2 separate regions of the Sus scrofa genome follow, and region 2 is linked to region 1. The links are chromatin contacts, called in public HiChIP or PLAC-seq maps. All regions are on one chromosome and are shown on one strand. Each heading gives the region's core, a stretch centred on a gene start, on an enhancer-like site or on the middle of the called end of the contact. The rest is flanking DNA. Distances are from core to core; before and after follow the strand shown.

Evidence for each region. HiChIP or PLAC-seq counts read pairs in DNA pulled down with a chosen protein or histone mark.
Region 2: an H3K27ac HiChIP or PLAC-seq map of skeletal muscle shows a contact between it and region 1, with 5 times the contacts expected there. The contact joins two enhancer-like sites.

The regions. Positions count from the first base shown.
Region 1 is chr1:232,467,662-232,472,549 of Sscrofa11.1, forward strand. All of the region lies in intron 8 of TLE4 (transducin-like enhancer protein 4), which reads left to right. Among named protein-coding and RNA genes, the nearest start is that of TLE4, 110 kb to the left of the region's middle. Within about 2 kb of position 2,755, at least 4 of the 83 cell types and tissues checked have an H3K27ac peak or open chromatin away from gene starts, as enhancers often do. A contact at or near this core is called in skeletal muscle, where this site is marked.
Region 2 is chr1:232,842,383-232,846,965 of Sscrofa11.1, forward strand. The region is part of intron 1 of LOC102162974 (a long non-coding RNA gene); the gene reads left to right. Among named protein-coding and RNA genes, the nearest start is that of NPAP1, 240 kb to the right of the region's middle. Within about 2 kb of position 1,994, at least 10 of the 83 cell types and tissues checked have an H3K27ac peak or open chromatin away from gene starts, as enhancers often do. A contact at or near this core is called in skeletal muscle, where this site is marked.

The sequences.
Region 1 (4,888 bases), core at 1,505-4,004:
AGAAGGAGATAAAGTCTAGGCTGCTGTCACTGCTTCTAAGTATTTAATTGTGCTCTCTGAAAGGGCTGGAGGTGACTTGGCAGTAATAGGTAGGCAGTTCTAGTTGATTAGGAGCTTTAATCGACAGGAGTCACAGGTCCCTTGGTTAACTGCATATACCATGGGTCTCAACTTTAGAATTACCTGGGGGCTTTTAAAATTGCCTAGGAGTTCCCATCGTGGTGCAGTGGTTAACGAATCCGACTAGGAACCATGAGGTTGCGGGTTCGGTCCCTGGCCTTGCTTAGTGGGTTAACGATCCGGCATTGCCGTGAGCTGTGGTGTAGGTTGCAGACGCGGCTTAGATTCAGCGTTGCTGTGGCTCTGGTGTAGGCTGGTGGCTACAGCTCCGATTCATCCCCTAGCCTGGGAACCTCCGTGTGCCACGGGAGCGGCACAAGAAATAGCAAAAAGACAAAATAAATAAATAAATAAAATTGCCTAGGCCCACCTCTGCTCTGATGGCACCCCACTTCCTTGCTGGGGTGGAGCCCAGGTGGGGCTTTTTTAAAGCTCCACAGGGGATTCTGACACTGGGGCTTGCAGCCAGAGTTAGAACCACTGCTCAGCCCTTGATTTGGTTGTTCCCTGTTGCTTGTCTCATCCTAGCTCTTAACATCATCCCAGAGAAAGGACACCTTGGCAGTGGGGGGAGGTTCTTTGTTGCCCCATGCCTTATTCTCCATTTTCTCCCAGACCTAGCCTGGCCTCCTCTTATGCCTGAAAAGTCCTCAGTGCTATCGCCTCCTTCCCAAGCAGTGCCTCGCTTACCTCTCCTGAATTAATTCTGGGCAGCTAAATCTCACCCTTTCTGAAACAGTCCCGGTGCTCTTAGAATCTGGTTTTCTTTTGATCACAGAAGTGGATCTTACCTTCTTCCTTCCAGGTTTCTTTGAGTAAGAATCAGCATTTATTTTTTTAGCATGGATCTTAAATACCTGGTCTACTGCCTTGTAGGGATTTAATTTGGGATGCTGAGATGAGTGGTTTCTAACACATATACACACACCCCACCCCCGTTCTGTGATAAGCCTGGAGGGTACTGCTTACATGCACCATGCAGTCCCATGAGCCCTGAAGATTAGGAGTGGTCTCCTCAAATACCTAAGACTCATGCCTTTCTTCTTCTCTTAGAAACCTAGGTCAGATTGCGGATGCCTAAAGATGACATCAGTATGCTGACAAACTTAATTCCATTTTAATTATATATATGTATGTGTGTGTGTGTGTGTGTGTGTATATATATATTTAATTTTATATATACACACACATACCTGTACCTGCATGCACATATACTTATGTGTGCCCCCCCTACATACATACATATATGTTAATAAGTTGGTAAGACATTGGGTTAGACCTCTACACCTCTCCCAAATCCATCCCCCTTTTACCTTTTCTAGCATCCTCTCCAGTCTGAGCCATTAGCATCTCCCCTGGACCACTGTTTATTTAACCTTCAGAGCTCTGTTACCTGGTAGACCCACTTAAGTCCATGCTAACAGTGCTAGTAAAGCAGGGATACCAAAAATGATGAGAGCTCAGCTTTAATGATCCAACTTAGAATTTTGCTATTTTAAATTCAGCATTTGTGTTAGGTTTATATTGTACACTTCATATTTGTTTTCTTTTTTAATTACCAGCGGTGGAAGTAGGCAATGTAACCTTTTCTGCTGGTAAGTGCTTCTAAAAGCCTTACCTCTGACTCTGGCCCTTCTCTAACATAACTTTTCAGAGATCTCTTTAGAACGTGTGTGCCATCTCATTACTTCCCTTCAGTGACACTTAGGATGAAATGCAGACTTCACCAGGGCCTACTGGGCCCTGCACAGCCCGGCCCCTCTCTCTCCTAGTATTGTCCTTTCATGTGCTCTCTTCACGGCAGGCACCCAACCGTTCTGTCCCTCCAGCATCACTGTAAGCTTTCCCTCTCTGCAGGCCTGTGCATGTTTTCTTCCCTCGGTTGTCTGCAACAGTCTTCTCCTGGCTCTTCACATGGTCGGCTCCACCTTTTGCTTCCCATGTCAGCCGGAATGCTGTCACTTTGAAGAGGCTGTCCCTGATCACCCATCATTAACCTCAGTCATAACATCTGGTTTAGCTCCTTTGTAGCACATTGCCATTTACACTTACATTATTGATTTCTTATTTATGTCTTAATAATAACTTAATTCACTTTATGTCTTCTTACTTAGAAAGAAGGCTCTCTGAGGATAGGTCCTCTTCCATCCTTTCTGTTGTATACCAAGTCACTGTCTTAGGGCCCAGCAGAGCACCTGGCACCTAGTTGGTACTCAGGTCAGTAGATGATGGTATTCTCTTATTAACAAGGGGATACATGCTATATTCCCACACCCCATTAGTCCTGACACCTCACTCACTTTAGAGTCATTTGTGAGGTTCCAGTGAAGCTGGGGTTGCAGGTGTAGTCTTCACTCTTGTTACTGTAAATCAAGGTCATGCTCTTAGAAGGTATGTTTGATGTGAATTCTACATATAAGGAAAAATAAGACACCAAGTCACAAGGGCAGGTAGGTACCCAGCCTATAGAATATGCTGTCTGAAATATTTGAGTCTGGACAGATAGGGTGGCTTTTCCCCAGAATCTGAGACCTGAGGAGCTACCTATGAGCCTCTTGCAAAGGAAGGCAAGAGGAGACTTGCCCAGATCGGGTTGCTGACAGAGGCTTGGTCTTTGCCCTCTAGAGCAGATTCCAGAAATAAACATGAGAGAAAGGGCAGTTGATTTGCCACTTCTAGTTAGCTCATGCAATCTTCATTACTATCCTGTGGAACAGATACCCTTATCTCCATTTTAGAGGTATGAAAATTGAGGCCTGGCAGGGTTAAAGCACTGGAATCACACAACTCTTGTGTGTGGAACTGAGACTTGAAACCAGAGCACTCTCACTCTACAGTCTGTGATTATTCCATTCCACCTGCTTCACTCCAGACTCCACTGCAGTGCAAAACTGTACCTTATTCCCTTTGTGACCTGGCATCTAGAACAGTGAACACAGAGTAGCCATTCAGCTAAAGTTGTACAATTGGGACGGTGTCACAACTCCAGGCTCCGCTTGAGAAGTCTTTTGTTACTCTTCCAGTAGAGGAGTAAAGCCTCCTTTTTCCATCCACTAGGTGATATTGAAAGCACTTCTGTAGAGGCACCCTCAGCCCCCAATGATCAGGCAGGCTCTGTCAAGCCTGCTGATGGCCTTTCTGCCCCACTCTACATTCCCAGTGGAAGGAAGTCCATAGCCGTGTGTTTTAGCAAACTTTCTGAGTGGCTCAGCGGCCTGAGCTGTGACCTTTGGTTGCTTTCCCTGCTCCAGGATGCTTTCTTGTACATACTAGCTTGTGCGATCTTGTGTATATAGATTCCTGTGCCCTGAATACATACAAACCAAAAGACCAGCAAGAAGATGGAGTGCTGGCTGTTAGCAGAGGGCTATCCTGGAATGGGCTTTGTGTGCTTGTGTGAGCACATGTGAAGAGAGGCAGACAGAGAGGAGGCACACCACACTCAGCTACACTTGGAGTTATTTTTATCTTCATTCATTCGTTGAGCAAAAACTTTTCTGGACTGTCCTTCTGTTACAAAGTGCAAGGTTCCTTCAGGTCATGTTTAGTATTAAACAGCAAAACTGAGCCTAGGGTTCTTCCTTTTTAATACAATAGTGATCGATAGACTGGGATTCCCCTCATTTCTCAGGGTGGCGCGAGAGAGTATTTTCCCTCCCATCTTGAGTGTGCTGCTATTACCGTACCATTTAGCTCAATGCCAAATTGCAGTTGACTCCCTTAGGTTCTGTTTACCCAAGTAGCGCTGTAGTGATTAAATGTCACCGGGTACATCGAGTATACAAAAGTAATTAACCTAAAAGGACATGTTAGAATAAGGGTCAACAACCTCCTTAGCCTTTGGTGCTACAGGGAAGACAGTATGACAGAGATTCTCCTGGCCGGGTGGGGCTGGAGGTGGGGAGAGGAAGGAACAGGAGGGGGGAAAGGTCAGCAGGAGCAGCAGAGCAGCACTCATAGTTGTCAGAGGTGGCAAGAGACAGAGCTCGGAGACCTTTTCTATAGTTCCCTTGTAATTTAGCTCTCTGACCTCTGATCCTTTGAGAGGGCTGGAGGTGGGCTTAGACATGATTCCCTTAACATCTTGGCTTCCTTTAGTGGAGTGCTGCTTCCTGGTTAGCCCTGAGTGATCTTGGCACAAGCTTGGTGAATCAACCCAAACTTCCAATGTTTTACATAACCGGTCAACCCTTGCATCTTTAGATCTAGTTGTCAAATGTAACCCGCTGCTTGAAATCAATTGTTTGAACCAATTTGAAATTGTCTAAGTATCTGTGTCACATCTGTTTTCATTCCTCAGTATGCTAAAGTCAGTTTCTTAACCTGATTAATGTTAATGCTTTATGTTGCTTTATGTACTAAACATTTACATAAAACTCTATAGTCATCTATGACTTAAAAATCAACCCATGTAAAGCTCTTTTTAAAAAAAATATTATATCTGTCTGCCCTATATTTGGTTTTTTCTTTCATCACCTGTGTGTGGTGACTTATGGGAGTACTGAGAATTTTTTTGCTTTACCACAACCTCCTTGGGAGATGAGCATTTCAAGGAGATCCCTGGGGATCACTGTTTTTTTTGAGTGGCCACAGAAAGAACTGCTGATGCCTGCATTTTTCACGTATTGAGTCTGTCAGGCAGGGTTCATTTAGATCCTGCCTTTTCGGTGGTCAGACTTTAGTAAGATTTGTTTCTCCCTGGCTGCAGACAGCTGATGAGTACATGATGAGAGAGGAGGAAGAGGGGAACCAGTTGAAAAATGTCTCC
Region 2 (4,583 bases), core at 744-3,243, 370 kb after region 1:
TCAGGGGAAATGAATCCGACTAGTATCCACGAGGATGTTGGTTTGATCCCTGGCCTCAATCAGTGGGTAAAGGATCCAGCATTGCCATGCCTGTGGCTGTGGTGTAGGCCAGCAGCTGTAGCTCCAATTTAACCAACCGCTAGCCTGGGGACTTCCACATGCCAAGGGTTTGGCCCTAAAAAGCAAACAACAACAACAACAACAGCAACAACAAACAAAAAGCAAAATAACAACAAAACCCCCCAAAAAGAAAAACAAAACACCACCACCCCTATTAGTAGTCACTACCTCACTCTTTCTTGAGCCAAGCTTTGGTTTATGGGAGAGAGACTGCAAGGAGGCTGAGAGGGAAGTCGGCCTGCTCGTGTCCAGGGAAAGCCTGTTGCTAATGCCCTTCCTGGGCCTGGAGGAAATAATTGGACTCATTAAGTTGCTTTTCAGTCTTCTTTTCTTTAGTCTCAATAACCCTTAGGTTAATTAGACACGGTTTCTCGCCTTAGGAAATTTTTCTGTGTGTGGTTAGTAATGGAAAGAATGATCATAAACTCAGTAATTAAATTTTCAGTCTTACAAATGCTAAAGAATGGCAAGCTACCTGTAAGATGTCTTGAAAAATCAATAGCCCTTGTGAAACTAGTATCTTCTATCAATAAGTCTGAAAATCTTAGGCTATAATTGAGATGCCTTTGTTAGAATGACGAAATGGTAGGTCCTGATTTCTGCATGGACGATCGAGGTAATCGTTAACAGCCAGAATCATGTGGTGGGGTCAGAATCTGAATTTGGGCCTTCTACGTTTTGATTAACCTTGTAACTTCAGATGAATCATGCAGTCTCTCTCTCTGGACTTTGGTTTTCCTACCCATATAATAGGGATATTAATACACTCCCTGCTTATTGTAATACTAAAAATTAAATTTTATGTGGAAGTAATTTGTAAATTAGAAAGACTAAAAATATATTCTCATCATCATTATGATTAGGGACTTAAAGATATGACTCAATCCTATTTCTAATCATTTTATTGAAGGAGTAAGAAATAAGTTAATCAATATGTTAATAATAATCCATTTGAGTTTTCCTGCTCAAGAGAAAACCAAAACTCCAAAAAGAATATCTTTGCTGGCTAACAACTTCCCCATTCTACTCAGATGTTCTATGTTTATAGAAAGAAGAATTTCAATATTTGGACAAATTCCAATCCTTTGGCTCCATTCTGGGTGCAGCGAGAGTACTAATATTTTCAGAATTGCTGTTATCTTTGTGAGCTGACTCCTTGCCACTTTGCTGGAGGTCTTTACTTCTTCAGGGACTGTGCACCCAAGTCAGGGTGGCCTGTTGAACCCCACAAAGGGCAGAGGTGGGATAGGGATGTGGTACAGGGTGGATAGTTCCCACTTTGCATTTCCATGACTTGGGTTTGCATTTTGACTCTCCTGTTTGTCAGCTGTGTGAACTTGGATATCTTTGTGACCCACTCGAACTTATTAATCTTTACGGGGCACCTGCTACTACGAGACACTTAGAGGAGAGAAATGAGTATCGAAAAACCAAAAACCAAACCCACTCTGTCCTTAAAGAGTTTACAGTCAACACAGGCAAAACCCACAACAAAGGTAAAATAATTTTACCTGCACTGTTGTTTGTAATTAAGCTAGCCCAGTGCCTGGCAGAGAAGCAGTTCAGTAAATGGTAATCATTATTGTCATTATTCACTCTCTTGGGTATGCTAGAGCCAGAAGCCAAGGGACCTGAACTCAGCCCTCCACCTAAGAAGGTCAGGCGGTGGCAGCACGTGGATTATCTACACCTTCCTGCCTCTGGCCAAGGTCTGCCTGGGCTAAAGGAGAGCAGGCAGTGCCTCTGAGGACAAAAAGGCCTCGAAAAGCCTGCCCTTGACCTCAGCTGTCTCTGCTGGCGGAAGATCAGACTCATTCTAAAGCAGATCTGTGGCTTTGGGTTTTCTCCAGGACTGACAGGCAAGAGTCCAGATCACGATTTCAGAACTCATCCTGGCCAGCAGTGAGCTGCCTGGGTTATCCTCAGGAACACCCTGGCCTCCTGAGAGTTGCCCAAACAAAATGCCTGGGAGTTGGGCCAGACTCCCTCAGGCCTTTTCTGGTTTCTGGGGAGTCAGTTTTGAGCCAGAACCTTTTCCAAGATGAGAGGTGAGAAAAAAAGGATCACCCAGACATTAAGCAGCTCTCTCAACCATGGCTTTCTTTAGTGGGTTCTTGGATCAACATTAATGGAATCTTTTTTTTTTTTTTTTTAATCCCAGAGATTTGTTCATGTAATAAGAAAATCATAGTGTTTGACCATTAATTTTCAAAGGAGGACATAAACATTCTTAGATAAGTGAAATTAATTAATGACATTTTACCCTGTTACCTGAGGACAGAAGATTCTGCCAAACTGGAGCTTGAATCTGCTTGTTTTTAAAACCTAATGTATTCATAGTTTAAAGAAAAATAAAAGGGAAAAAAAAACTTTCTCTAATAAAAGAGAATATTTGAGACACAGCTTAAAGTAAAAGAAGCATTTTTTTTTAATATGGTTTTCTTTTCTTTCCATTTTCAAGTGTGACCTCAAGCATGCCATTCATTTGTCATCTAAGACAATTAACCACATCACCATCAGCTCAACATTGGTGATCTAGAGGTATATTGATTGGAAAGATTTCCTTTCACTGTAGCTATTAAGAATGCATCAAAGATCAAAATCCTGTTGTGGGCTCTAAGCAGTTTAAAGAGAATGGTTGCTATATGGAATCACCTGCCGCAAAGTAGCTCCTATTGACCTGCTTCTCCTGGAGATACTTTCTGAAAAATACACCAACTTGAGCCGTTTAGGGCTGTGACATACATGTGGTGAGATCATCTCAATAGTCTGCTTCTATGTCACAGAAGCTGTGAAAGTGTTCAAATCAAAATAGTGGCATTTGGTTGAAGAGGTTTCCCCTTCTCTCCTTGCTCATTTTTCATCTTCCCGGAGGGCCCCCATCTCCCCTCCTCTGCTGTTCTTTGCTCCTCTCGCATGTCTCCCTTCGTGACAAGAAGGAGTGCCTCCTCCGGGCCAATGCATCAAGCAGTGACACTGCCGGAGTCATTCCCTCCGACAGACGTCAATTTAAAAGGCAAGAGAAGATTTCAAGGCAGGGGTGAGGGACGTGAAGGGAATTAGTCATCATTACCCTGCAGCTACGTGGGCTCGCTGGAGCTGTTCCCTCATCAGGCTCCTCATGACTATGCCCTGAGCATCACCCCCATCACTCTAAATAGTCATGACACAGCTGATGTACGGGTTAAAATGATGAGCAGGAGAGACAGGCCTCTCCCAAAGTAAATAGACTGAATTAGAGGCATTACAACAGTTAATATGTCAGGTCCCTGTTGGGAGGCCATAGATCCTGTGTGGTCTATTTCCCCTGCATATTGAAATTGATTGTGCCTTGGGCTCTGGCGGGGTTGGTGGGGGAGGGGCGCCTAAGGTTCATCCTTTCAGTCACACAGATCAAAGAAAGCGGACAGTGTTATGTGGAGTGATTTGCTCTGAAGGTGCAGGGAATAGAATTTAATAGAGCAATGGGGTATAATGAAAGAAGCCATGAGTCTTAGCCAATGTCTCCCCAGACCACCCCATCCGAGGAGTATAAATAAGATCATGCTCTTCCCTAAATCATATTTCTTTGGCTCAGCCCTATTTAAAACTGCAGGAGTGCCATCCTCTTTTTCTCCTTCCCCACCTGGCTAACTCTTTCTGGGAGACCTCAGGGAATGCTTCCTGTGTATTTGAACACAGTTCTTTTGGCCACCATATCTGAAGGGCTTCTTTTCTTCTTCTGCTCACTGTGGTGATACCTGTCAGCGGAGGCTGCCAGCTTCTGAACCAGTACCCCAGGTCAAATATGAAGGGCATTGTTGCCACTGAGATGCTGACAGCATTGGCCCTCTTGCCAGTAATGCCACATAGAGTCTCAGGTTACTGCTCAAGTGCCTGGCAGTAATGCCCATAATCCACTTGGTTCCTTCGTAAACTCAAAGCAAATTCACTGCTACAGAGACTTCGATGGAACAGATCTTTTTGTTTCAAGTCCCTCATTAGGGCTATTCCCACCTCCAAGTTATTTTAATTTAGTCCTCTCATTTTTACAGGCAAACACATTAAGGCCTAGAGTGATCAAATGACTTGTCCAAGGTCAACAGCTAGTTTTAGTTAAACTGAGATTAGTCCTTCTGATTCTTTCTTCATTCTCCAAATATTATTGAGCATCTACTGTATGTCAGGCAAAAATACCTGCTTTATAAAACCTACATTCTTTTTGAAAGTAGAATGTTTAAAATGAATTAAAAATTTTAAAAATGAGTTATATGGCAAGTTAAAAATCAATACATGTTTTAGAGAAAAATAAATGAAGGATAGAGGATAGAGAGTGTAAGGAGGTAGGCATCACCAATTTATAAAAGTTAGTGAAGAAAGAACTCATTGAAAAAGTAACATCTGGATGACTTAAGAAGGTAAAGGGGCCAGCACATAGTTATCGATGAGAAGAGCCTTCCAAACACAGGAGACAACAGCCAAGG